2 separate regions of the Mus musculus genome follow, and region 2 is linked to region 1. A link is a contact called in public Hi-C data. All regions are on one chromosome and are shown on one strand. The core of a region is the stretch at or near the end of the contact, and the rest is flanking DNA. Distances in the headings are between cores, read along the strand shown.

The links. Hi-C and Micro-C count contacts between places; a contact is called where the count stands out from the background.
Region 2: a Hi-C map of liver shows a contact between it and region 1, with 2.4 times the contacts expected there. The contact joins the enhancer-like site here to the promoter of Olfm3 in region 1. A contact is called at or near these places in 1 of 484 Hi-C or Micro-C datasets (liver) and 1 of 115 datasets of contacts at active chromatin or transcription factors (extraembryonic endoderm stem cells).

What each region holds. Positions count from the first base shown.
Region 1 is chr3:115,076,586-115,084,031 of GRCm38.p6, reverse strand. Olfm3 (olfactomedin 3) reads right to left here and starts at 3,067. Exons shown (of 6, transcript NM_153157.3): 1 at 2,847-3,067. The coding sequence starts at 2,975.
Region 2 is chr3:115,630,827-115,638,272 of GRCm38.p6, reverse strand. Gm40124 (a long non-coding RNA gene) reads left to right here. Exons shown (of 3, transcript XR_867569.1): 3 at 1-1,580. Among named protein-coding and RNA genes, the nearest start is that of Gm40124, 7.2 kb to the left of the region's middle. Within about 2 kb of position 2,577, at least 5 of the 459 cell types and tissues checked have an H3K27ac peak or open chromatin away from gene starts, as enhancers often do. A contact at or near this core is called in liver, where this site is marked.

The DNA.
Region 1 (7,446 bases), core at 1,818-4,317:
TTTTTTTAAAGCTATGATAATACTTGCATAACTACATTTTTTTCTTTCTGTTACTATACTGTACAAACATGAAACCTATTTTGATACATGTTTGAGTCTCTCTCTCTCTCTCTCTCTCTCTCTCTCTCTCTCTCTCTCTGTGTGTGTGTGTGTGTGTGTGTGTGTGTGTGTGTGTGTGTGTATGTGTGTGTGTGTGATTTCTTCACAGATACTGGATCATCTCGTTTATACTGATTAACATGGAGTTAGAAATTAGGAGTGGAAAAATTGATGAGGAAAGCTGACCCACTACATTTAGTTGTATCTACTATACCAAGGAAGCATCTTTCTTTTATCTAATTGGAAAGAAAGCTACATAGAAATTGAATTAATGATCCCAAGCCCTTAATTCCATACGGGATTATTTTAAAGGAATCAGGTAAAAAAAAAAAAAAAAAAGCCTTTGTAAAAAAGCCCTCCTCACTACACCCATTATGTGTGTGATACAATTTAGGAGGTTCTTTCCTACATTATTGCAAAAAATGTTTGAGAATAGGTATAGAGTTGAAGTACATAGCTATTTCCTTTCTCTTTGAGGACAATAAGATGAAGATGTAAATTTCAAAGGGTGATGCTATAGGTCTGTAGGAAAGGGATAGAAGAAAGTCCAGGAACATGAGAAACAGTTTGAGCAAGGCAGGGTGAACCTAGTAGACACTGGAAGCCATAAAGGTTACAGATTAGCAATTGATATCATGGAGACATGGCTCACTGGGCAAGACTGTGGTTTTATGGCTTGGTTCTACATGGCTACTTATAAAAATCTAATTGCTACACAGTTTGAGCCAGCTGTCACACATGTACAGTGTGGATATTTGATTATCTCAATCAGAACTCAAATTAAACCCCAGAGCTCAAGGTTTCTGTTGAATATTTTGCCTGGGGCAAGGGTTAGACTATGTGGGAAGGAAGCAGATGGCAGATGCTCTGTACATCTTTCCTCCTCTTAGTTATGTCACCTATAACCTGTTGCACAAATTGCATTTCCTCTAAAATTTTAATTGAAAAAAATTCTTCACTTATCATCTAAGATTAAAATTTAAACACAAGTTTACAATTAAGTAAACAATTGAATAAATAAATGATAGTGTGAACATGCGCAGACCAAACCATTTCTAAGGTCTGATATAATTGTTGCAGCATCAACAATTTCTGTTTCTCTAAAGATGCTCCGGTTATTATTCTTCATCATAAAGATTCTAAGCCATGGGCAATAATCTTGAATAATTAGGTAAAAGACTCTAGTTATCTTTGAAGAACCCAATAAGAAAAATAAAAGGTTTGATACTTAATCTTTCTTCATTTCAGAAAATATCAGAATACCATTCACTGATGTTTGATCAGGAACCATAATGTGACCTTCAGAACTTTTTACAGTTTTCTAAATTTGTGTTTATTTGCCAAGGAGGGCCAAATAAAGTAAGAACTGTTGTGTTGGGATGTATACACACCTATAGAAATGCTTCATAATTGGATTGATTATCAACCATATAGCTTTCACTTCGAATTTGAAAAAAAAAGTTAAAGTCCTGAAAGAGAAACAGATGGTTCCTGAAAATTTGGTGCTCTTTATTCCATAGCAGTAGAAAGCATACATTGATGCCTGTATACATACCTATTCAAACGAGTATACATCCCATACTTAATATGCAAAATTTGACAGATAATCTATCACTAGTTAAGAATCGTCTTTCTGAAAGTATTAATTCTACAACTGTTTTTAAAACCAAGTAATTGGACCTTGGAAAAAGTTGACTCAGTAAGTATTAAGCACCTCAGATTGTTTGTTGTATAAATGTGCATTAATGAGATATCATGCTGTCTGCATGGCTGCAGGTCTCCTTGACAGCTCTGCTACCAGGCCTGGCCATGCAAGCTATGAAGAAACTCTCCACAGAGGAGTCATTAAGGTACCATTAAGGACCTTAGGAAGGTAACGTGCAGAAGGCAGGTCAAATCTGCGTCCCATGCTCTCTGCTGGTGCCTATAAACTGTGAGAAACTGTCAAATTATGTAATTAATTCAATCGGACTACATAGTTAACTGGACATTGATTGATATGCTATTAATAGAAACTGCAAACGACTACTAAAATGGAGAAGTTCTTTTCTTTGCATCTTCCACTAGAGTAATTTACAAGGTAAAAACTTCAAATATTATGTTCTTTGTGAATGTTTATTTGATAGTAGAACATTTTTTAGAATATGTCTTTTATTTCAAATTTTCCATTTTCATTTGAGAAACTACTAATTTATATTTTTCTTGAAATACTTGAGTGTGGATGAATTAAGACTCATTAACTTCATGTGGATGAAGAGCTCGTTTTATAATTCACTTATGCTTTAAAAAGATGTTGGCTTCTCTGATGGAATTAATTACACACAGCCATAGGCATTGCATTCCAAAGGAAGAACCTGCTGTGACAAAAACAGATTAGGGAGAATCCTAGCTATAGTCTATCCTGTAGGAAATTACAAAGGTTGCACGCATTGCATGAAATATAATAGAAACAAAGCATAATAAAAAGATCCTTTCAGAGCTCAAGTTAATTTACCTAAAACATCATTCTTAAGAATTTAATGAGACCAACCTTCCTTTTTAGAGACAATTCTCCACCAGTCCCCCTCCCACTTTTTTTTTTTTTTTTTTTTTTGGTGTAACTTTAAAGTGTTCATAAATATCCATGAGTAAAGTTATCACACAGATACTCTATCTTTGAAGTTCACCCATAAAGAGAGCAGCAATCTCTCATTTACGACACCCACTGTTTTAAATACAAGATGGCCAAACCCACCAGAGTGACTTACTAGGGTATCTGGCGCCGACAGCCTTGTGGTGTTCAGTCCTACCAGGGATGGGAGAGTTTGGGACATCCAGTTTGAGATCATTGCCATGGTACTGAGCACAGCGCCCAGTTTCAGCAGTGGAGCACTCATTGCTGTGGAGCTAATGAGTTTTCATAGTGACTGATTAGGATCCCGGAGCCCGGCTGGCAGCGGGAGGCGTGACTGCAGCAAGCCACATCTACAGCATGAAAAGAGACCAAAAGCCCTGCTCTAATCACCAGGCAGATCTGGGAACCTCCTTCCCCCACCCTCATTGCAAGGGCCTTGCCCTGCTTTCCCTCTCTTCTAGGACACTTTGCTAGACAAACAGCATATTCTTGCTAGGGTTTGGTGCAAGGTTGGAGTGACAGGGATGGGGAGGTTTTCTAGCCCCAGAGCACTGTAGCCAGGAACAGAGTCTGCCTCTTCTGGGTTTTGTGTACAATCAGTTTCTCTTTATCGTTCACAGCAAAGTCAAAAGCCTCCAAATGAGGAGCGGCCAAAGTGCAAATTCCAAATGCCAAACTTAATTTGTACAGATTTCTCTGGGCAAGTCTAGAGTGCCTTCTGAAGAGCGTGAAAACAGTCTGTTAATAATTTCTGAGATGATCATGAAGTATGAACAGGGGATCAGTTGTTCAAACAGCAGTTTAAAATTGGTGTCATCACTTTAAAACCACAGCCAAAGATTAGCAGCTACTGCTTGTGTGAATGTCGCCTCTAGGCACCTTACAACGGAACAGACAGAAGAGCTGGCCTTGAAGAGAAACTTCTGTTGCAGAAATTCTTAGTTTCTAGTTTTGCCTTGGAAAACGAAAGTTCTCCATTCTCCTTTGGAGGTTCTCAGTCCTACATCAGACCTGGTTATTTCTATTTTCACTTTGTGAAGATTTGCACACTGGTATGGAAAACTGCAACCTGTAAGAATGTGTGATCTATTAAAAATGAGTGCACGAACGGTGGGGATCTGATTCTTGATTCCTTCTTGCCAACTGTGTATCTGGTTGATGACATAATCTTTCTTGATTTGTTAGTATTTTCCTATAAAACTCATGGGGTAGGTTTCAGGCTGAGGCTTCTTAACAGTTCTAAACTTCAGATTATACTTGAAATGTCATTTTCTTCTTTCTATAGATATGACAAAGGATCTACATCTAAATTTCAGGTTCCCGGTGAAACAAATCAGAAGCCACTGTTTTGTTTGCCTTTTGTCGTTCTTTTTATTGATATATATATATATATATATATATATATATATATATATATATATATATATATATATAAAAGCCTTATATATAAGAAAAATGTAGCAAAATGTATCAAGGGAAATGTGGGTGAATTAAGACAAAGTGGAAAAAATTGGGACACAAGAAAGACAAGCATCATTGTTATACCTTGGGATAATTTTATTGTTTGTATCTAAGATTTTTCAGTCACACACACATACTTAACAGTGTTATCAGGACAAATAAAATATTTACTAAAGTTGAAGAAGATACTGATGTACAGTGGGTATGCTTTATTCTCAAGGAAATTTAAAGTGGGGTGCTTGTTAAGAGCCTTCAAATATTCCTTGCTTCTACTAGCTTGGAATCTCAGATATATTCACTTCTCTTTAAAATATATCCAAATAAGTTCCTTTGGTCTTTATGCTTTAAAAGTCATGCCCAGAAAAACAGGATATTATTTCTTTTTGTTGTTCAAAAACCATGCCATTTGAGAGATCAATAAGCATTAAGTGCATTAGTCTATGTGCAGAGTAGCAAGGAGCAGCCAGGGGAAAGAATGAGGAATTTTACATTAGTGTTACAAGGTTACACTGCAAGAATAAAAAAGGAGCTTCGGAAATCTAAATGTTTGAAAATACACCTGGAACTCAACCAGTTTTAATAAAGGGAGAGGGGATCTTTAGAGAAGTTTAATATCCGCAATTGAAAATTAATATACATGCAATTATGGGATAATTTAAAAAGCAATGTGGCAGATGGTAATTGTACTTATTAATGAACTAATCACCAACAAAATAATAGCATCTTCACAAGAATATGGGATTGAACGGCAGAGAAGAATGGGACTCTTATTCGCAAATTACTAAGAAAGGGAAAAATAGGAAGAGGAGCACAAATGGAAAGCACTGCTTTCCATTTCTCAGAGATGCAAATAAGTCATCCAGCATACTGAGAAAGAACAATAGTCCAAGTGTATGATTCACTCATGTTTATGAAGAGCATAAAAGCTAAAATGTGTTGTTATTACAGGAGCTTTAAGTGCCACATTGAAGTAGAAAAGCTCAAATTATAATGATTATTAGTTGTAAGAAATAAAAATAACTTCAATTTGCAAAGACCTAAATGGTTTATAGTACTCTCATAACCTATTAAAGTTATTTGCATTTTAAAAGTTGAGTTCTACTTTCCAGATGGAGGCTGGGATTGTGTGTGCATGTGCATTGCTCCTGAGCATTTGACTATTGTGGCAACCTGTGTTTTTAAGAATTACCACAACACAATGTGAGTGGTAATGGAATAAGTAGTTAGAATTGTACGTGGAAACACTAACTGTGGCCAGATCCCAGACTTTAGGAACACCCAAGTATGTCTAAACTTTATCTTGGTAGCAGTTTGGTTTAATGCAAAGCTGTGATACCATTAGTTTCATGTGGTGACGTTTCACCCACAGTTTTAGGATTCAGGATAGACGTGCAGGCTACCGAGAGAGCAATCAGCATAGGAGACAAGAAAAGACTTGAGAGTTTTATATTCTAATACTTAGAGTTTTATATTCCCAAAGTTTAGGTAAGAGGTAAGGAAATTCTGTCAGAAGAAACTATCAGTGACATTGATAGGGCTGAGTCCATTAAGACTTTCTGGAGTTGTAGCATCTCGTAGGGATGCAATAGATAGAGGATGTGAGGGAAGTGACCACAGGAGTTTGAATGTGGTTGGAATGTGGACATGGACATGATTCGTCAGGATGAGAGACAGAGCCAGGATTACAGCTATAAGTACAAGACTGAATTATTTTCCCACACCCATTGTTAGTCACCTGTGGTGGTATAGAGCTACCTTACGGTTCACACCTGAAATTCAGGAACAGAATTAGTTATCAAGATATTATTTGAAGATTGCATAGATAAAAAAAGTTAATGAATCAGAGCCTTAAAAGCACTAAGGGTTTTATTTATAGTTTAATTAAAGATAATCACTCAATTTATTACTTATGTACTTTGTTAAATGTTAACAAACAAAATATCCACTATCTCGGGTAAATAGTAAGCATAATTTCTGATCCAATAGTCTTACAGAAGATACAACTGGACTACAAATTTATCTTTTATTTTTATAATCTTATAGTGAGTCAATAACTATAAAATCTAGAACCATGAATTATGGCACATAGGATGCTGAAACATACTGATTAATATGTTTATTCATTAGTTTTATATGGTATACTGTCTTGTTATTTTTCAGAGAAAATTTAATGAGAGAACTATGTAATAAATAATTAATAAGCAGTTACATATCAAGTGAAAAGATTTATAGCCAATATTGTGTAACGCTGGCATGCTTTATCAGTGAAAGTTTTTTCTTTAATTTGTTAGGTAAAAGTTTAGCATTGCTCTGATTTCCAAAATATGTTTCTGAATTTTGGTACCATTGTCTTTTTATGCTCTCTTCTCTCTCTCTCTCTCTCTCTCTCTCTCTCTCTCTCTCTCTCTCTCTCTCTCTCTCTCTCTCTCTCTTTCTCTCTGTGAGTGTGTTTCTGAGTCTTGTGTGTTTCTGGGCAGTTCAGCCTAGGCAGATACTAAAAGTTCACATGTATTGCTTTAAAAAAATACATAAGCTAGAATGGACTCTAGAAAAATGAGTAGGCATCGTTTAAGGAATAAGCAAGTTAAACTGAATCCCTTGAAGAAGTAGCCTCAAATAGAAGAATTAATTACAGCTATGATCTGCATGTCAAGAAGCGCCCCCCATTTACTGCAGCATAAAGAGGCAGTTTTGAAAAGTGCATCTAGCCATGTTTGTAACATGCCGGACACTCAATACATAGCAGCCCTGTATTCCTGGGTATGAAATGATAACACTGGGACTGGCTGCAAAACAAAGCTGAATAGACAATGCTTTTCAAAGAATCAAAATTGTATATACAGTGTGGTAGGAACTCTGTGCTAAGCTTTTAGAACACCCCATTATGCTTTTCAGTCCCTCTTGGTCTGAAGAAAACAATGTTACTTTCCTGGGTGCCATCATGACCCCCTTCTGATATAGTCCTTATCGCCGAGTAGAAGAGGGTTACTAAATGATGTGATTCCTCCAATGCTCAGAACTTGTAGCAGTTAAAAAAAGGAATTCTGTTTGGCTGCATGTCTGTAGCAACGTACCTGCTTCATTTTCCTCCACCTACTCAATCTACCTTTTCCCTCTGCTGTCATAGATACATTTCTGTGGTCCTCTATTTTGCCCTGGCCTCTACCTTACTCACAAAGTCCTTCAGTTCCTTTCTGATTATTGTCATAATTTCTCAATAACTTGTTGAGGTCAGAATTCCTAGGTCCCAACAATAGAGTATGACTTAGCTG
Region 2 (7,446 bases), core at 1,328-3,827, 550 kb before region 1:
AACCAAGTGTGCTTCCAGCCTCCTAGGTGGGAAACAGCGTGTATATCTCTTTCTTTGAAGAGACACCTTGTGTTTAACATTTCTGGTTCCCCAAGTGCTTTTAAGTGAACATAAGGACCTATATGACTCCTATGCCATTTCATGGTCAATTTTAAGGACTGCGGGTCAAGATATTTTCCTTTCATTTTAAGGCAATGAAATAACATCTTCCATAGTATGTGCAAAATTAAGGGTTGGCTAATTGTAACTAAGGGAGGTGGGCACTTTTAGGATATAACTTCTACAATTGTGTGTGTCTGTTGAGGGAACTACATAAAACATTGAAAAGTACCTACTAACATCTTATTTCTGTTGTTTTGGTTAAGAAGATCTTTTGTAGAATACTGCAGTGTGAGGTTTGGGAATGTGGCTTGATTGGTAGGCTTCTCGCCTAGGAAGCAGGAAGCCCTAAAGTGTTAACCCCGGTGTGGTGGCACACATCAGTAATCCCACAACCCAGGAAGTAGAGTTAGGAATATCAGAAGCTCAAGAGCATCCTTGACTGTACAAGGACTTCAGTTTGGGCCAAAGACACTGTCAAAGGAAGGAAAAGAAAGAACGGAAGAGAAGAAGGAAGGAAGGAGGGGAGGAAGGAAAGAAGGAAAGAAGAAAAGAAGGAAGACAGGAATGAAAAACTTCATGAGGAACCAGCCAGGGTCTGGAGAGAATCATCACAGTAAATTCTCTTTGGAGAAGCCCTCCTGTCTGCTGTTTGTCCTTCCAGACATGAACCTTAATTTACTCACATCTTCAGAGCGGCTTATTCTCCCACAGCACAGAAGGCATGGAGGAGTTCGAGGTAGCCCTCTTCACATGACGGTGGATTGAGAAGTAGACAGTGCACAGACCTGGGGGCTAGGCTATTAACCTTCGAGGCCTCTCCCCAGTGATCAACTTCTCGAGCCAGGCTCTATGTCTTTAAAGCTCCACAGACTGTCAAAGCCGTGCCTCCAGCCGCAGCAGCCGTGTTAAAATCATGAGTTCATGAGCAGGCCTTTCAGACTCACACAAAGATGGTGCTTACCCCGACATGGGCTTTCCTCTAGGAATGCGCATAGTCTCTCTAATAAAATTTGAAGTCAGTAAAGAACCACAGTGCTCCTTACTTGTTGTAAGTAATAAATCTCTTCCCACTCTTTTACCTTCAGGCAGTGCCTGTTGGCTTGCACGTTCTGTGATGCGATCCCAACTGTATCGTTACAGTAGAAGCAGGCTAAGAAATACTTGATGAAAATGCCCGCCCAAAGCTCGAGATCCTTCTGCTTTATCAGTGGCTTTAGCTTTTTGCTGCTTGTCAGAGATCTGCCCCTCACTAATCTCTCAGTCACTGAATGTCCTCTTTGTAATGAGTAGACCGTGCTGTTTTCTCTAACGCGGGATGGTTTGACTGTGCTGCTCTTACAAGCTTGTGCCACACCGTCTGTCATAATCCCGATAGGACACACATTCCACTCTGAACTTCTTTTCCCTGCCTAACATCTAGATGTCAGGTGTCTCCATGTTCTTGTTGAATGGAGGAAGGCATGCCTTGCAGTGGTTTTCTGATCCTGACCAGGAAAGCCAGAAGAAACTGCTCCCTGTGACAGAGAGGCACAGGGATGGTTACTTGGCATGCCAGTATGATGCATCAACCTGACTGTGTGCCCTGAAACCTGAGAATCATTATTTCTGGGTGTGCCAGGGAGGACGTTTTCAGAAGACACTAGTATTCAGATCGTAAGAGAAAGCTTCCCTTCCAATAGAGGTAGGCATTGTTTAATCCTGTCAGGGTTTAGATACAACAAAAGACCGTAGGGAGTGTGTCTGCTCTATGCTTGGCTGTCATATCCAAGTTTTCTTGTCCTTTGATACTGAAACTTCTGACCTTGGGCCTATCCCTTGGGTTGAAACCAGACCACGATCTTCCCTAGTTCCACCTTACTGTGAGTCTCCTTGGCCTCTGTAATGCTGCGAGCAGATCCTTCGTAAGAACCTCTCTCAGCATGCTTCTGATACTCTGCAGAAATTTAATTCAAGGTCCTTGGGCTTAGACAATCTAATCTGTCCTGTAGTCTTACCCAGATACTTCTACTTGGGTTATTGTTTCAAGTGTCTTAGACCCTGAGATAAACACACGTGAGTGTGGAGTTTCGGGGACTTACACTCAGTTTGTGCTAGGATTCAGCACCATGTCCTGCTCCTTCAGGTCAGTCAAGACCCCAAAACTTCCTTTGGGACGAAGTCTTCAGCTCAACCTCAAAACCCTGTGGAGAGCTAAAGGCTGGAGGTTGGTGTCACCATGCAGCCAGCTTTTCTCTGGTGCTTTTGTCTCATGGGGGCATTGGGTTCTTCCTTCCCTCTGGGTTATACTCTCTGTCTGGGTGACTGAGTCCTTTGTTCCCTGCAGGGCCTGAGTCCTTCAGGAATTTCCTGGTCACCTCTTCTTACCTGTCTCATAGTTATCCTGGGATTAGAGTTTGCTGCAGGGTACTGGACGCTGCTCTGTTTTCCCACACCCTCTCTAGGCAAATTGCTGCTCTGCTTACTCTCTGTGCTCCCTGGCAGTGCTCCAGCTGCCCAGCTGCCCTTTTGGGGGTAGCTGGACTTTGTCACATTGACTTTCCTAAGTATCTGCTCCTAGTGGAGACCTCGGCCAGAAGCCTGTGTGCTATCTGCGACCAGCCATTTTTACATTCACACACCTCAAGAGAAACGATCTAAGGACAAATGTGTTCTTCTCATCATTCAGCTTAAAACCCTTCAAAGTCTCCTTGATGCCCTTGCTGGTCTTCAGGAGAACGTGTCTGAGCTTGCTTCTGATTCGTTGGAAAACTCGAATACAAGGTCCTTGGCCTCAGGCGCTCTAACTTGCCAGTGAGCTCACTCCAGTTACTTCTAGATTCTAATTGAATCATTGTGTCCTAGGTCCTTGGTGTAAAATTCCAATGCCCAGTTGCAACTGTCCTTCACCAGTCTGTAGGACAGGGAAGTTTCACACAGTGAGTAAAAGCTTAGCACTGGCTCCGGTGAAAACTGGCTGTGGGGCCTCACTTTCTGGGCTTCAATTTCATTGTCTGTGGCAAGGTCATTTTTACTCAGTGGGGATTAAACAAACTAATGTGCCTAACACATTTAGAGCATGATTTGGCATACACAGTAGTCATCATGCAAGTGTTACATGGGATTAGCTTTCAAGCTTGAGTCTCCAGACTCCAGAAGTTACCATGTATCCTGTTCAGGCTGCACTGCCAATGTTCCCCTGGAACATCTTTTTTATATTTACATCTATGCCTGGGTTCTTCCCCAAGCACGAGATACATTTCTTATTCCTGAAGCTGGCCTGAGTTCTATCTGTCTCTACAAACTTAGCAGGACTTCCCCTTAGGCAGAAGACCTCCTTCTTTCCTTCTAGCCTGTAGTTCCCACAGTGTTTCTCTTGTACTCGGGGGCCCTCTTCAGAGGAAGCTCAGCCTCCTCAGCCTTTGCCTCTGTAGGCTGCAGAATGGCCTTTGCAGAAAGTAAAGAGTCAGGGATGGGTCTCACGGTTTACAAAGCGACTGATACTTTACCCTCCTAGGCAACCACAGAAGCCAAGTTTGAGCATCCTATCGTATCCGTCTTGACTGATTCAAGCCACCTGTCACCATGACATGGACCCAGACCCTGTGTTGTGATGACTCACTATAGGGGCAGTACTTCTTAGGGCCTCATCTGGAACTTTGGAGATCTCTTTACTAGTATTGATGGTTAACTTGATAGATCGCCTAGGAGACAAACCTCTGTGTCTGTGGGAATATTTGGAATGTGTTGAGGTGGGAAGATCCATTCACTCTAATTGTGGACAGCAGCATCCCATGACCTGGAATTCCTGACTGAAAAATGAGAAGTGAGGTGAACATCAGAGTTCATCTCTCTCTTCCCTGAATATGGATGTACAGTGACCAACTGCCTACTGTCCCTAAGGCATGACTTTCTAGCCATGGTGGACTAAACTAATCCTTAAACTGTGATGTAAAATAAACTCATAAGTTGTCTTTTCCAGGTATTTTGTCACAACAAGAGTAAGACACCCTCAGACTGCTTGCCTCTTTCCAATTGGATGCACTAGCCTAGCACTGCCACGCAGAACTCAAGGGGAAGGTGCACACATGGAAAGATTGCAAAAGATTATTACACTCATCTATTTTCGTGTATGTGTGTGGGATGTATGCCACAGTGAGTGTGGAGATCAGAGGACAGCTTGTGTGTGTGTGTGTGTGTGTGTGTGTGTGTGAATTCTCCCCAACCACCAGGAGGGTCTGTGGGATCAAACTAAGCTTATCAGCTTTGTCAGCAAGAACCTTCTCCCACAGAGCCATCTTATCATCCAATTCAAATGTCATTGTGTAGCCATATGCATGACCATGAGTGACACGTTCTCAGAAGAACTCCAAGAAGAAATCAGGTTGAAGAAGTCAAATATTAGAAAAATTGACTAAAGAAATTTCTAGTTATTCCTGTCTTACTCTTCTAGTTAATAGCAATTTATACAGAGGAACGCTGAACCCAGCCCAAAGGCTTCATGTTCTGCACCTCTGGCTCTGTCCATATCAATAGATTCTGTGAAATGATGCTCATATGGAAGTCTTAATTGGTACTTCTTGGGGACAATTTTCATAGATACAGAAGCATGCACCCTGATTCCTCTCTTTGTAGTGTGTTGTGATGGCTGCAGGTATCATAGCCTTCATAGAGCATGGGGCCAAGGCTTTCCACCTAGAATAGAGTGAAAAGCAGAGAGAGGCTTAGGCTATAAAGCATTTATAGCAGCCTTGGCCTTTGCCAGGGATCTTTTTCAATTTTCTGTCTCATGCTTCTCAACCAAGTCCAGCTGGTCTATGTGCCATTTGTTCTTGTCCTTACAGGAGCAAAAGAGCTACTTCTAGATGAATTTAGACCGTGTCTCAGAACCCAGCCTCAGATCAACACCCCTGCTGGTTCTAGGCTCTGTTGGCTTCAAGTCTACATGAACCTTGTCTTGGCCTCTGTGTACTTTTCTCACCTCTCCTCCTCTTCTGGGATTTCTGACCCTTTCCTAGACTCTTTAGTTTTTTTTACCCTTCATTTGGATTTGATACATTTCATTAGTATCAGACCTGCTTCTTAACTTGTACCATCTGTGGCTTTATTATCAAAGCCTAAGTCTCTAATCCTGACTTGCTGATCTGTATCTATAACCTCCAGACACTCTCATTCTCAGTGCCCATGAGAAAAAACCACACTGAGGAGGTTGAAAACCCTGGGAAACCAGCTAAGGGAAACTTGTATGGGAGCCGTAGGATCTGGGTTTAAGAGATTTAAACTAGCTGTGCACCATCTTTCAGGCAGGTACTTTCTGCTTTCTGTGACCCACGAGGGGCTGCATGGCCCTGGGAACCTACTGTTGAAAGATGACACTGACTGATTTGTGAGGGGAAACATTTTGAAGTAGTCATAACGAGGCCATCAGTTGAGGAAAGGCACAGCCACCTGGCTTTATGCTCTATCAGTGTGGTTCCTGGCAGCTCAGTTTCCCTCTTGGGATATGTTCATTTCCCAGTGTTAACCTTAATCACCAGCATAATTGTCGTTTCTTACAGATGATTATGGCTTCTTCTGATGAGATCAGATCCCATCAGGCCAAGGGTTTAGCCTCCTGTACCCTGTTGCTCCCCATGGGATGACCCCTATCTACGAAGGTTACAGATGCCTCATTAGACCTCAGAGAGGGGCGCTTTGGGTTGAGTAACCTGTCTTTCTCCAAGTCGTTCCCCATTTGGGACTGTATTTTAATTAGCTTTCAATTCCATGCAAGTATTTGACATCACACTTGAAGGGTGCAGATTTGCAAGCATGGCCAAAAACTTGGGGTTCCTTTTTAAGCTGACATTTCTCAGTCTGGGTCTTTGGACAAAGGTCTAAAAGCAGCAGCAACCTCTCCTATCTACTTGTGCAAAGGTGCCACACGTTGCTATTTTTTTCCCTTTTTCTCTTTGGTTTACAGTTATTAAAAGCTGCCTCTGTGATGAACAGACCGCACAGCGTGGGGAAACATGGGAAGCAGTAGCCAGCCTACTACATTGTCCAAGCGAACCAACAGAGCGATTTTATTGTCTTCAGAAGCCATGGCTCTTTGTCTCTGTGTTCTGTTCCTTTATTTGCCATGCAAGTCACACAGGAGCTGGGATAATAGTCGCTGGGCTCAGAGCAGAGAGACTTAGGCCGTTTGTGCGCAATCTCATTTGAACTCTGGGACCAGGGAAGGCTGGTTTTGCCTCCTCCCCTTAATTTTTTAACTGCTGTTCAGCTTCTCGTGCTTAATGAGGCTTTTCCAAAAGGAAAACTAGCAAACACACAAAGCACGAATTCCGCCCTTTAAGGAATTGCTTTCTAAATTCTTCATCAGAATACAGTTGTACAATGAACGCCAGTTTAAGGATGTCTGTGCGGCAATCCATCCACAGCACCATTGGCGATCGCGTCAGACTGGGTGGTTTCCTTAGCAGATCCACTGTCTAATATCCCCTTCCGTTAAGTGAGAAAACTATTGGACAAATTAACTTTCTGAGGCTAATAATTACTCAGTTAATTACATACCTTTCTGGTCAGTAACTCCTGATTTGGGGACTGAATATCTTTGGAAGAACCTTAATGTGAAGGCAGGGCATTCTAAGTCTGTCCACAGTCACTATGAACATAAGAGCTTTTCTTTTTTTCATCTGTGAAAAGATGCTGCTTCAGATAGTAAAGGGAAGCTCTGCCATCAAAAAGTAGCTAAACTGGGGCCTGGAGAGATGTCTCAGTGAGGAAAGTGAGGCACAAGCAATGAGGACCTGAGTTCAGATCTCCAGTACTCATGTAGAAATGTAGATGTGAATGTCTTTAACGACAGTGCAGGGTGGGGAGTGGAGACAAGTAGGTCACAGAGGGTCATTGGCCTGTCTAGTGGAAGCACCAAGCTCCAGATTCAGTGAGAGACTCTGTTTCAAAAACCGAGGTGGTGAGCCACGAAGGAAAAACCTTAGTGTCGATTTTTGGCTTCCACACATGTAGGCCCCACCACCACATTCTTTGTATAACACATGTACACAGGCACACATTCATGTATGCACGCACGCACACACACACACACACACACACACACACACACACACACACACACACATGCACACACACACACCACTGCTACCTAAATGAGTGGTAGCCTTTGGGCATAGTTCTCAGATACTAAACAAACATCTGTCACAATTGGGGGTGGAGTCTTAACGTTTTTGGTTTGTTCTTGTTTGTTTGTTGAAATAGGGTCTCTATCTGTAGCCAGGGCTGGTCTTGAACTCTCAGTTCTGTCTCAGCCTCATGACTAATTAGGTTCTAGGTGTGTGCACTACACCTGGCCCTCAGTGCTTTGAA